Regions from separate parts of the Capra hircus genome. Here region 1 is linked to region 2. A link is a contact called in public Hi-C data. All regions are on one chromosome and are shown on one strand. The core of a region is the stretch at or near the end of the contact, and the rest is flanking DNA. Distances in the headings are between cores, read along the strand shown.

Evidence for each region. A called contact is a pair of places that touch in the nucleus more often than the background predicts.
Region 1: a contact with region 2 is called in a Hi-C map of blood, with 8 times the contacts expected there. The contact joins two enhancer-like sites. A contact is called at or near these places in 2 of 5 Hi-C or Micro-C datasets (both in blood).

Annotation. Positions count from the first base shown.
Region 1 is chr5:72,465,631-72,473,003 of ARS1.2, forward strand. No RefSeq gene overlaps it. Among named protein-coding and RNA genes, the nearest start is that of MB, 39 kb to the right of the region's middle. Within about 2 kb of position 2,686, at least 2 of the 5 cell types and tissues checked have an H3K27ac peak or open chromatin away from gene starts, as enhancers often do.
Region 2 is chr5:72,270,981-72,277,428 of ARS1.2, forward strand. No RefSeq gene overlaps it. Among named protein-coding and RNA genes, the nearest start is that of HMOX1, 30 kb to the right of the region's middle. Within about 2 kb of position 3,526, at least 3 of the 5 cell types and tissues checked have an H3K27ac peak or open chromatin away from gene starts, as enhancers often do.

The DNA of each region.
Region 1 (7,373 bases), core at 1,436-3,935, 190 kb after region 2:
ACGGTGAGGACACCCTGTGGGGGCTTCCATTTCACTTAATAGAGGCCCTGCTGCTTAATGTCTTCAGTTGTGTCCGACTCTTTACAACCAGGCAAGAATACTGGAGGGGGTTGCCATGCCCTCCTCCAGGAGGTCTTCCCAACCCAGGGAAAGAACTTGGGTCTCCTGTATTGCAGGCAGATTCTTTACCGCTGAGCCACCAGAGAAGCCAAATAGAAGCCCAGTTCACCCAAAGGCCACCACCTGCCCAGTGGCCAGCACAGTCCAAGGCTCTATTCCTCCCCAACCACCTCTGCTTTCTCCTGCCGCCACTCCCTTGCCCTGCTGGCCTCTTTGGTCACTTGAACCTGCCAGGCAGCTCTAATCGCTCTGCCTGGAGGCACGTGGTCACCCCTCACGTTCTGCAGGACCCTTTATGCAGCACCTTTGGCCTCTCCCCAGCAGCTGCCGGGACAGAGCTGGCCAGGCAGGGCCTGGCGGGCGGAGACAGGAAGGCCTCAGAGCTTTCCCAGGCTGAAGGCCACCAAGGAGCTGCTCTCGAATTCCTCCAGCACATCTGGACCATGCCGGACGTGGCTTTCCCAGACCCCACTGGCCTCTGTCTGCTGGGGATAAACAAGGCTTCCCCACCCACCCCACCCCTGCACAAAAGAGGGGGATGGGAGGCCCTGTGACAGGGAGGACTCCCTGGGGAGTTGCCACTCTCAAGGGGGGGGTCAATTCCAGGCCTCAGTGTCCTCACCTGGAAAATGGGTTTGGATTAGACGATCAGCTAGGCTGCCCAGTGCTGTAATCCAGAAGAGAGCAAGCAGCCCCAGGGCCTGCCCAGGGGACAGCTCCCCACCCCATTCCCATGGGAAGGGGACGAGTTACGTCCTAACTCTGGCCACAGGCTCTGCATCTATAAAATGGGCCTGAGCTGGAAGATCTTGGAAGCTGGTGCCCTCTCTACTGTTTTGTTACAGCTGAATGAGGAAAGAGGGTTACTGCAGGGAAGGAAAGAGCCCTTAGTGAGCACCAACTGTATGCCAGGTGCTTCTTGGACATTATCTCATATCCGTGTATTAGTTTCCCTCTGCTGCTATAACAAATTACCACAAACTTGGTCGCTTGAAACAACATGCATTAATTACCTTACAGCTCTGGAGGTCAGAAGTCGGAGATCAGTCTCACTGGGCAAAATGTGTCAACAGAGCTGGAGTCAACTCCTTCTGGAGTCCCCAGGGGAGAGTCCTCTTCCATGCCTTTCTAGAGTATGCTGACTTCATCCGCATCACGTGGCTCTCTCCCCTCTGCTGCTGCTGTCTTGTCTCCTCCTTCCCACTTGGGACTCCTGGGTAAGTCAGGACAGTGTCCCCATCAGGTGGCGTGAGTGGTAAAGAACCCGCCTGCCAATCCCGGTTCCATCTCTGGGTTGGGAAGACTCCCTGGAGGAGGGAATGACTACCCACTCCAGTATTCTTGCCTTGAGAATCCCGTGAACAGACAAGCCTCGCGGGCTACAGTCCATGGGGTCGCAAAGAGTCAGACACGACCGAAGCAACTCAGCATGCACACGAGATCTTTCCTTTAATCATATCTGCAGAGTTCCCTTCTCCAGCTAAGGGAACACAAGTGTTTAGGGGATTAGGATGTAGGTGTCTTTGGAGGGTCATTACTCCCCTTACTACACCTGTCACCACAATCTGTTTTGAGGTTCAGTTTCAAATCCCAGCTTCTGCCACTTTGTAGCTGTGTGACACTGGGCAAGGGCTTAACCCCTCCAGCCCTGTTTTGTCACCTATGAAATAGAGATAATGGTAGAGGGTTGTTAGAGATAATGCCAGAAGAGCTCTGAACATAGCCCTACTGTTGGTGCTGAGGAATGTACAATATAATTAGCAACCACAATAATGATAATAGTAATAATGAAATAATAATAGCAGCTCTTGTTATGAACTAGTTTTCAGCCCATGCTGAGCTGAGTATTGAGTTTATGTAGAGGAGATAAATAGGCACGATCCTGGCCATCATAGAACTTAGAACCAAGAAGGCAGGCTTTGAACAAATATCACAAATAATTAGGTAATTACCAGAGAGGCCCAGAGAGGCCTGAGGTCACACAGCTGGGAAGAGGAGAAATGGGTGGGCTTCACACCCAAGTCTGTCTGATTCCCAAGCCCTTATTTTTCCATGATACTCTCAGTCCCTCAGGGCTGGTTGAGGCCAACAGAGGACCAAAGATGGGAGGGGACTCGCCAAAAGCAGACCTAGATCTCTGGGCATCCTGCCCAAGGTTCTTCCCGGGGGAGATTCTGAGACTAAAGTGGTAATGACTAGTGACAGATAGTAACAGGCCAGAAGGCAGGATGGACATTCTATGCGCCCCAGTCTCATCCGACCTCTGTGATGCCCCAGGAGAAGAGACTTATCTTGCTTTCCAGATGAAGAAACTGAAGTCTCAGGTCATTTAGCTTGCCGAAGTTCACCTGGCAAACTAATTGCCAAGCAGAGTCCAGGACACTCATTAGGAGAAGGCTCTAGCGTGGAACCTCCAAGTTCAAGTTTGCCTGACCCTAAATCTGGTCCCTAATTCCGGCATACCCTGCCTCCTCCAGCTGGCTTGTCTGCAGTGGGAAGATACCGTCAGCGGTCTTAATCCTGTAGTGGAATGCTTCCTGAAGACAGTCTTCAGGGCGATGGGTGACCCGCTAGTGCCACCTAGTGGTCTATGGAATTATACCACTTCCCCCTGGGAGCCTCAAGGACCCTCAGAAGCACTGGGAGAGATCTTAGTACAACTTCTTCGTTTTCCATCCAGCTGGATTCTTTAGCAAATCAACAAGGCTGAGCTAAGAGTGATCGAAATGACCGAGATCAGCTTTCAGCTGAGGATACTGAGACCCAGACAAGGGAACTACACACCGAGCCGAGGGGCAGACCCAGGTGTCAGGAGGCAGGGTTGGCCCTGTGCCTGTCCAGTCTCTGGGAGACCAGAATGAATTAACTCTTCATGGTGCCTCGTGGGGTGGACCAGAGCACAGAAGGCCTTCCCTGGGCTCCCACCAAAAGCTAAGAGGCCAGGTTGGGACTCCAGGTTGGGACTCCGCTCCACGCCCAGGCCTATGTGTGGGTGGGCCATGGTGTTCCAGAGAGGGAGGGTGGGTGTGCTCTGCTGAACTTTGCCTCCAGCGTGGACACCCCAGGGCTGGGAGGAGGGATTGCCAGTAGGAGCTGATTGCCGGCTGAGTACTGAGGGTAGGAGAAAGCTGGCTAGAAAGAGAAACAGTGTCCAGGCTGAAGTGAGAACCAAGCCTCCTCCCACAGAGAGGTCTTGTGATTCTTCAGGACACACATGGCTGGAGAAATCCCAGGATTCTTGGAGAAACATAGTACTTGCCCTCAAGAGGCTTGATCTTGCTTTTACTTATTCAACAGTCACTGACACCTACTCTGTGCCTGCCCCATGAGGGGTGCTGGGGACCCGCAGAGTAAGCACACCAGGCTTCTGCTCTGCAGGACCCCTTAGCCCAATGGGGAAGACAAGGCGATAAGAGACCACGAGAACAGATGCATCAAAGAGGCCCCCAGGGTGGCCGGGGGCTCTGCAGTCAGACAGATCTAGCCGATGATACTAATGAAAATAGTGGCTAGCACTGAAAAGAATAAAATAATGCCTTTTGCAGCATCACGGATGGACCTAGAGATTGTCCTGCTGAGTGAAGACAGAAAAGGAGAAACATTGTATGACATCCCTTATATGGGGAGTAAAAATAAACGATATAAATGAACTTATTTACAAAATAGAATGAGACTCACAGACTTAGAGAATGAACCAGTGATTGTCAGGGGGAAGGATGGGGAAGGGATAGTTAGAGAGTTTGGGATCGACATGTACACACTGCTGTAAAGTGGATAACCAACAAGGACCTATTAAATAGCGCAGGGAACTCTGCTCAATGTAATGTGGCAGCCTGGCTGGGAGGGGAGTTTGGGGGAGAATGGATACATGTGTGTGTATGGCCAAGGTCCTTTACGACGCGCCTGAAACCATCACAACACTGTTGGTCAGCTGTGCTCCAACACAAAATAAAAAGTTTTTTTTAAAAAATAGTGGTTAAAAAAATAATAATAATAAAAATAGTGGTTAGCATGTATTGAGTGTCTATTATATGCCAGGCTCTGGTGCCAACATTTTCCACAGATTAGCTAATTTGGGGGAATCTTGATTCATTCTTACTAGTTGTGTGACTTTGAGAAAATTACTTAACCTCTCTGATCCTTGAGATTCTCATCTTCAGAATGGAAGCCATAATATCTACCTTGTGAGATTCTTGTGGGGTTTAAATGAGATGGTGAGTGTGTGTGTGTGTGTGTGTGTGTGTGTGCACGTGTGTGTGTGGTGCCTGGAATACAGCATGTCCTCCATAAATGGTTGCCGCAATCAAAATAAGTGCTCTAATGGAGGGATGTTGGAGGGGCCGCACTATCCCATGCTTACACTGAGGGGTCATCTTAGGTCTGGGATAGTTGTGTCTGAGGTCAGAAGAGGGAGGGAGCAGGTAAGGGCAGACCCCTAGAAAGAAGGGGAAATTTGGCCAGGGTCTGGAAAGGGTGGGGGTCCTGTCTTCTCCTCCTCCTCAACTCCCCCTTCCCCTCTGGGGCCCCCTCGCCCCCCTCATTCCCATACCTACTACCTTGGACCAGGCCTCCCCATCTCCTGCCTGGACCCACATTTCTACTGATTTCATTGTCCATCCCTCCTCCCCGCAGCCAGAGGGAGCTTCTAGAACACAAATCTGCCTGTCCCTGTCTCTCTCTGGCCACCTGATCCCCTCCCTAAAGGAAAGTCTATTCAAATGTGAGGGTCAAGGCCCCTCCCTCCTGGAACTGGCCTGTTTCCACAGGGACCCAAAGTTTAAGCCACCCGAGGCCACAAGGCACTACCACTGCTCCCCGGCGGATCCACGACCTCCTTCCTGGTGGTGCCCTCTGCCTACAACGTGCTCCGCTGGGCTGTTTGTCCCCTGCCTCATCTTTCCAGACTTGCGCCATCTCTGGGGGGAGCCTTCCCACGAGCCCCTTCCCCGTAGTTCTCCCCACAACACACACACACACATTTTGCTCCCTGCCCCCAGGCTACAGAGTATTCCCTGCTTGGCTATTCCCTGTATCACTTCATCTCCCTTACTGGACAACTGCATTATTTTTTAAAATTGAAGTACAGTTAATTTTCTTCCCTGATAGCTCAGTTGGTTAAGAATCCGCCTGCAATGCAGGAGACCCTGGTTTGATTCCTGAGTCAGGAAGATCTGCTGGTGAAGGGATAGGCTACCCACTCCAGTATTCTTGGGCTTCCCTTGTGGCTCAGCTGGTAAAGAATCCACCTGCAATGCGGGAGACCTGGGTTCAATCCCTGGGTTGGGGAGATTTCCTGGAGAAGGGAAAGCCTACTCTCTCCAGTATTCTGGCCTGGAGAATCCCATGAACAGAGGAGCCTGGTGGAACAGTCCATAGGGTTGCAGAGTTAGACATGACTAAAGTGATGAGTTCAACCCCAAATTCATATGGGCTTCCCTGATAGCTCAGTTGGTAAAAAAATAATCAGCCTGCAATGCAGGAGACCTTGGTTCAATTCCTGGGTCGGGAAGATCCCCTGGAGAAGGGATAGGCTACTTCTCCAGTATTTCTGGGCTTCCCTTGTGGCTCAGCTGGTAAAGAATCCACCTGCAATGCAGGAGACCTGGGTTTGATCCCTGGGTTGGGAAGATCCCCTGGAGAAGGGAAAGGCTACCCTCTCCAGTATTCTGGCCTGGAGAATGCCATGGAATGTACAGTCCATGGTGTAGCAAAGAGTCAGATATGACTGAGCAACTTTCACTTTTCACATTTACAATGGTCTGGTAGTTTCTGATGTATAGCACATCAAAATATATTCTGGTGATCCAGAATATATGTATATTCTTTTTCCATCTTCTTTTCCATTACAGCTTATTATAAGATACTGAATACAGCTCCCGTGCTATACAGTAGGACTTTACTGTTTATCTGTTTTATGTATAGTAGCTTGTATCTGTTAATCCGAAACTCCTAATTCATCTCTCCCCACCTTTCCCTTTGTGTTCTATGTCTGAGAGTCTGCTTCTGCTTTGTAAATAAGTTCATTTGTGTCACATTTTAGATTTCACATTAAGTGATATCATATGATACATGTCTCTCTTTCTGACCTACTTGGTTTAGCATGGTGATCTTTAGGTCCATCCATATTGATGCGAGTGACATTAATCCCTTATTTTTCTAGCTGAGTCATATTCCCTTGTGGACATGCACCAAGCTTTCTCCATTCATCTGTGGATGGACATTCAGGTTGCTTCCAGGTCCTGGCTATTGTAAATAGTGCTGCTTTGTACATTGGGGTGCTTGTGTCTTTTCAAATTAGAGTTTTTCCAGATATGTGCCCAAGAGTAGGACTGCTGGATCATATGATAACTCTATTTCTAGTTTTTTAAGGACCCGCCATACTGTTGTCCACAGTGGCTGCACAATTCACATTCCTACCAACAGTGCAGGCGGGTTCCCTTTTCTTCACCCCCTCTCCAGCATTGATTATTGGTAAACTTTTTAGTAATGGCCATTCTGACTGATATGAGGTGATGCCTGATTGGACCTTTTGATCTGCATTTGTCCCTTTTACAGTTAGCAATGTTGAGCATCCTTTCACTTGCTTGTTGGTCATTGCATGTCTTCTTCGAAGAAATTACATGATTCCTTAAAAGAAGCAGAAACGATTATCTTAGAATTATCTCCATCAGCATCAGGCATTTGCTTTCTCATGACACTCATGTTCCTAAGCTCTTACTGAGTGCCAGACAGTTCAGTTCAGTTCAGTTCATTCGCTCAGTTGTGTCCGATTCTTTGCGACCCCATGAATTGCAGCACGCCAGGCTTCCCTGTTCATCACCATCTCCCGGAGTTCACTCAGACTCACGTCCATCGAGTCCGTGATGCCATCCAGCCATCTCATCCTCTGTCGGCCCCTTCTCCTCCTGCCCCCAATCCTTCCCAGCATCAGAGTCTTTTCCAATGAGTCAACTCTTCTCATGAGGTGGCCAAAGTACTGGAGTTTCAGCTTTAGCATCATTCCTTCCAAAGAAATCCCAGGGTTCATCTCCTTCAGAATGGACTGGTTGGATCTCCTTGCAGTCCAAGGGACTCTCAGGAGTCTTCTCCAACACCACAGTGCAAGAGCATCAATTCTTTGGTGCTCAGCCTTCTTCACAGTCCAACTCTCACATCCATACATGACCACAGGAAAAACCAAAGCCTTGACTAGACGGACCTTAGTCAGCAAAGTAATGTCTCTGCTTTTGAATATACTATCTAGGTTGGTCATA
Region 2 (6,448 bases), core at 2,276-4,775:
TTGCCTGCCAGGCGGCCCTGTTGCTCTCTGTGGGTGACCTGTCCGCAGCCTCAGGCCAGCCCCTGCCCAGCAGCAGGAGCTCTGTGATCACAGAGGCGGAGCAGGTGTGGGTGTGGCAGGCCACTGAGCCTGCAGGGAGGACGCAGGCATGCGGTCCAAGGCCCAGGTGCCAGGCTCTCCGTGAGCTCATGGCATCGAATCCACAACCGTGGGTGAAGCAAAGTTGCATCTCATTTTCCAGAGGCCGAGTCTCTGACTCAGTGGGTCGTGTGAGCCGCTCCAGGTGCACTAGTTTATCAGGTGCTGGGCACTTCCTCATGCGTCAGTACATCATCCCCATTTTTCAGATGGCAGCGCTGAGGCTCAGTGTGGAGGCCTTGGCACAACGGCTCAGGAGCTGGGCCACAGGTCAGGTGCTGGTGTCAGTTCTCATCTCTGTGGCAGCTCAGGTGCCCTGGTCTCAGAGCACAGCCTTTTCCGGGCTGGAATCTTCACACCAGGCTCCCCGAGAGTCACTGCTTGAGGCACATGGGAGCCCCCAACCCAGCAACCCCTCGGTGGTAGAAGGGAAGGGGGCTGGTGTGTGGCTAGAACAACTGACCTGCCTGAAAGGTCAGTCTGTGGAGGAGAGCAGAAGTCGGAATACCTGGGCCTGGGAGCTGAGTGACCGGAGTGGATCCAGGGGCCTCAGCAACCCCCATGTCCCGTGAGCAATAGGTGGGCTGTATGTTCCGAGGCGTGGCTTGGAGCCGGGCGCACAGGAGACCAGGCCCAGCCAGGCCTCCATGAGGGGCTGGGGCAAGGGGAGTAGCTGCAAAGCAGGTACATGGGACCAAAGGCGAGTCCATCCGCCAGGCAGGGAGGAGGGGGCTCACTGTCCAGGCCGCGGCTCAGAGCGTGAAGAAAAGCAAGCCTGGAGAAAGACAGCTGGATGTGACCTCTGACCTGTCTCTCCAGCCTGAACCACCTTTCTCTCCACACCACCCGCTGGGGAGCAGCTGTGTCCCTGTCCCTGGGCAACTAGTGTCAGCCTGGTCTGACAACTTTTTAGGACTCTTCAGTCACACCAAGCTTGACTGGTCTAAAGGTTACCTCCTGCATCCTGCATGAATTAGCTGTGTCTGCCCAGGTAGTGGGAAGGCTCTGGTTCTCACAAGATTAATATTACGCATCTCCCGGATGCGGTCCAGCCTTGCCTGGCTACTCGGCAGTGACCCCCGTGCCAGCCCTGCCCAAGGATGCTCAGACTCAGAACGGGGGAGAGGCCAGAGTTGGAGTACCAGGCTGGCGCACCGTCCCCAGCACCTCTCCACCTTCTCCTGCCTCAGGTCACGCAGAGGTGGCCGGGTGCAGGGGACCGCAGCCGGACTCACCAGGCTGCCACCCCCCAACAGCACTCAGGACAGCAGATGGCTTCTAGAGGCTCCTTCCTGGGCTGTTCTGGCCAGTGGTCAGCAGCAGTGCACCCGACCACCAGCCTCGGGTGGTAGCTGAATTCTGTGTGGGAGGAAGGCCCCAAAGCACCTGCATTTTGTGACCATCTTTTTCATAATACCCACCTGTATCATGAGGTTGGGAGCCTCTGGTGGTCAGATAAGAGGACTGTGGTGATAATAGGTGGGTTACCCCCCACCCCTTGGCCTGACGGGACTGCTCCCGGGCACGCTCACACACACGGTCGGGTGGGGGGGTGGGCAAGCTATGCTGCTGAGCTCCGGCAGGTGTCCCACCTACTCACTGAGCCTCCAAGCCTCTGACCTGGGTCCCCCGGAGGCTGGGGCCCTTCCCCTGCAGCCCCTCAGCTCTCACCACCCCACATTGCTGTTGTGGGCCCTCCCCCAGCCTGGGCCTTTCCACACCTCACAACGGTCCTGTGGAGTCAGTGGTTTTAACCGCTGCTCTCGAGTGGGAAATGGGGTTGGGGGAGCCGGGAGCGAAGGGTGGGACCCGGTGCTCTGGACGCCGCTGCCCCCGCTCCTCGCTGCCCCTGCTGCTCCAGGTGAGTGACAGCGAGCCAGGAAACCCTCAGTGGGAGCTCCAGGGGCTCGTGGCCTGTGCATGGCTAAAGTTGCCTGTTCTTTCCTGCGTGTGGGTACCCCAGTGGCACACCAGATGTGGTTCTGTGTACTGAGAACTCAAGAGGTGAATGTGCCAGGCCCAGTGGGCCCCATGGGAGGGCAGGGGGTAGTAGACACAGGTGTAAGTTCCACACAAACCACCTACTCTGACGTGAAGAAAGCAGAGGCTGATGCCAGGGAACAGAGCCTGAAGGTCAGACAGGGCCCAAGGCCAGTGAGGTGGGGCCTGCCCCAGAGAGCCTGGCCTCGAAGGTGTCCAGGCTTCCTCTGCAGGGGGCAGCACAGCGCAGCCCCGCCTTAGGGCCCCTCCAGAGAGAGGGCCTCTGGCGCTGCGATGGGTGAGGGAACCCTGGCAGAAGCCACCAGCGCTGGCCAGGCTGGATCTCCTGGCACCAGGCCGTGTTTGAGGCCACAAGCCCCAGGTCAATCGCAGCATCAGGAAGCTGCGGGGCCCCACTTAAAGGAGGGCCAACTGCAGGGGTGCCTTGGCCTGCGGGCGGAGGCAGGATTATCCAGGCGCCAGCGGCTCCTGCTGGGCCCAACTGCCTCGGAAATGGTACCCAGCCAGGGGTCTGGGGAGGTTGAATGGAGCCAGTTAGGTGGGTAGGGAGAGGGGAAGTACGGACCAGAGCTGCCTTCAAAGGCCCCTGGCAGAGCCTCCACCCCTTTGCTCTCTCCAGGCTTCCCTGACCCACCAAACCCAACCCTGAGCCTGGACAGTGAGCCCACTTCCCCCCTCCCAGTTGTCATACAATAGCCAGTCATGGTGCAGCCCTTCTGAGCTGTGTGGCTTTAGGCAAATTCTTAACTCCCTGTGCCTCCTGTTATCTCACTTGTAAATGAGCTGACGGCAGTTGCTCCCTCATAGGGCTGTTGAAGTGAAGTCGACTGAGCTCAGTCGTGTCCGACTCTTTGGGACCCCATGGGCTGTAGACTACCAGGCTCCTCTGTCCATGGGATTTTCCAGGCAATAGTCCTGGAGAGGATTGCCATTTCCTTCTCCAGGGGATCTTCCCAACCCAGGGATGGAACCCAGGTCTCCCGCACTGTAGACAGACGCTTTCCCGTCTGAGCCACCAGGGAAGTCCTGGTGGACTGTTACGAGGTCAATTAAGAGGCATAACACCTGTCAAGGAAATGTTCCAACATGTCCACCTCCAACCAGAGCGGCCTCTGCATCAGACACAGCCAGGCGCACTGCCCTGTAATTTCAGAGACCCCAGTTCAGCCTCCAGTATTGCTTTTCCAGTTCTCAAAGGTGCTGGCTGCCTCCCAGACAACCTGGGTTCCACAACAGCTGCTGCCCCTGAGTGGGGCTGTGGTACCTTGATCCAAGCAGTGGGAGAGAAGCAGGATCTGCCCACTGGTCTTGGATGGTCCTGCTGACTCACGGCGGGCACTTCGGAAAGCCTTCCCCCGGTCCCATCCCCGCCCTCTCCAGGGGTGACTCTGGGTCAGGGCAGTGTTCCACAGCCACCACAAGGTGGCAGCAGTACTCCACGTCCCAGGGCCAGTGGGGCCAGCGCCTCTGAGTTGAGGAAAGGAGGGACCCGCAAGAGAGCCCTGGGTGGGCAACATGGAGCCTTGGCCCTCTGAGCTCCCCAAAGCTGCGAGTACCTCCTACAAGGTTACAGGGTGCATTCATTCCTGAGGGGACGCTCAGTGGATGCAGCATGCGGATCCACGTGTAATTCTAGTTCCACCTGTATTTGCATGATAGCACAAGTTTATACAGTCACAACCCAACACCACAGATCCCCTCCAGTTTTCCGTTCCCTGTGCCCCCTCTTTAACTGCAGAGCCTGGTTCCCGCTGCCCTTCATGTACAGACCTATTTGCTCAGCCCCGTGGGTAGCCAATCACCCTCTGCCCGCACCGGCCCAACCCTGAAGGTGTACTCACCTTCCTTGGATCCCGACATCCCTGGGTGGACCACCAGAACCCCTGCTCAGACCCCACCCTGCCTGGGGCCACCGCAGCACAGCCCCACCCCAAGGCTGTTTCCTGCCTTGCCTGGTACTGTCTAATGACTTTGGACCAATTACTCAGGACGGAAGAGGAAGAGGGGATTTCACTTTAAGAAGCATGGTCAGGGACTTCCCTGGCAGTCCAGTGGTTAAGACTCCCTGCTTCCACTGTAAGGGGCTCAGGTTTGATCCTGGGTTGGGAGCTAAATCCCGCATGCCACGTAGAACAGCCAAAAAGTTGTTTTGTTTTGTTTTGTTTTGTTAAAAAAAAGGATGGTCAGAGAAAGCCTCTCCAAGGTGATGTGTGAGTCCCATTGTCCCCACAAACCATCCAAAGGTTTGCACAAATCTAGAATTTGCACCTCCAAACTACCATTGCCTGCCTCTTACATCTCAAAAAACAAAAAGCCTTAGTGGGTTCGTGTGCTAGGACTGCCATAACAAAGTTCCACAGACTGGGGGCTTAAACAGCAGAAGTGTTTTATCTCATAGTTCCAGGCCGCGGGGGTTACAGTGCCAACAGGTTGCTTGTCTGGAGGCTTCTCTCCTTGATTTGCAGACAGCCATCTTCCCTCTGTGTGCATCTGCGGCCTCATCTCCTCTACACCAGTCATACTGGGTTAGGGCCACAAGGGCCACAGTCCATGAGGTCGCCAAAAGTCAGGCATGAATCTGTCTCTCACTTCACTAGTGACCTCATTTTATTTTAATTACCTCTTTGAAGACCCTGTCTGCAAATATAGTCACATTTTCAAGTCTTAGGGGCTAGGACTTCAACAGATGAATTTGAGGGAGACACATTCAGTCCACGTGCTCAGATATACAGTGTCCCTCTGGCCATCTTCCTAGGACATGCCTGCTCTGCTTTGGCCCCTGTCCCAGAACAGAATCACCATGACCCACACCAGCTCTGCAGAGGGGTAACCATGTGTCACGCCCACCTCCACCCTCTCCATGTCCCCTCCCCTGGTAGGGGTTCGAGGGCAGTTTAATCCATCCTTGGGCCAGTCTGGCGTTGGGGGTCAAAGAAAGCAGCCCTGGGGGCCAGGGGCAGAGCAGAGCGGGAAGGAGGTGAAAGCAAGGAGACCACAGACACCCAGAGCCTAGGCCAGGGGCTGTCCTGGACCCCGTTGCCACCTGCTGTGTTTTAGAGCAGATCCAAGGGAGTGACCTGGTGGGGTTCCCTTCCACCCACCCTGGGGCACCAGGACCAGGCCCCTTCGTCTCTCTTTGCTTCTGACTCAGGACTCGTGGCCTCTCCCAGCCCCTGCCTGAGGCCAGCCTGTACCTCTTTCCCCTGTAGTCCAGCTGGCTTCATGCCGAGTTACAGCTGGCTGGGCCACTGTGTTATCACAGAGAGGGAAACAGCAGCCTAGAGAGGGGAGGGGCCCTGTCCGGGCAGGTGTACTGCCTCGCTGTCCCAGCCCACCCCAGGAGCTCAGGAAGGCCAGGGCAGGGGGCCTTATTTATCAGGCTAGAGGCTGTGCAGGCCTAGCACTGGCAGGGGGTCAGCAGACACACTGGATGGTTCACATGGCCACTGGTTTACCGTGTGGTTTGAGGCAAGCCCTTCCCTCCCGGGGCCTCAGTATCCCCAGCTGTCAACCCAAGAGATTGACTAAGTGATCCTGGGACTCCCTCCCACTCTGCTCTTCTGCTCCCTCAACTCCCAAACTCCACAATCCTCTCTCTGAAAGAAAAAAATATACATATATGAGGCTGCTGCTGCTGCTGCTGAGTCGCTTCAGTCGTGTCCGACTCTGTGCGACCCCATAGACGGCAGCCCACCAGGCTCCCCCGTCCCTGGGATTCTCCAGGCAAGAACACTGGAGTGGGTTGCCATTTCCTTCTCCAATGCATGAAAGTGAAAAGTGAAAGTGAAGTCGCTAAGTCGTGTCCAACTTTTAGCGACCCCATGGACTGCAGCCTACCAGGCTCCTCCATCCCTGGGATTTTCCAGGTGATAGTACTGGAGTGGGGTGCCATTGCCCTCTCCGAAATATATGAGGCTAGACATCCTAATAACAGAGGTAGCAACATGGGGTCTCAGGGTTCTTCTCCCACTCCAGGACACACAGGAGTGGGAAAATGGCTGCCGACCAGGACAGCAGAGCAGGTAGGGGAGGCCCTGGGCCATGTGAGCTGCCCCTCCGGTGAGCTGGCAGCCCCAGGGGCAGAAAGGAAGTGAAACCCAAGCTGCGAACCTCTTTGCACTCACCACCCCCACCCCAGCCCTAGGATAGCCCCTGAAAAGAGGAAGCTAGTGGTGCACCAGGAGAGTAACCTGCCCTTGGGCTGCACAGGGTAGGGGTGAGAGCAGCCAGTCCTGGGGCTCCTGAGATGGAAAGGAAAGGAATCACGGCTTCCCTGGCAACTCAGCGGTAAAGAATCCACCTGCTGATG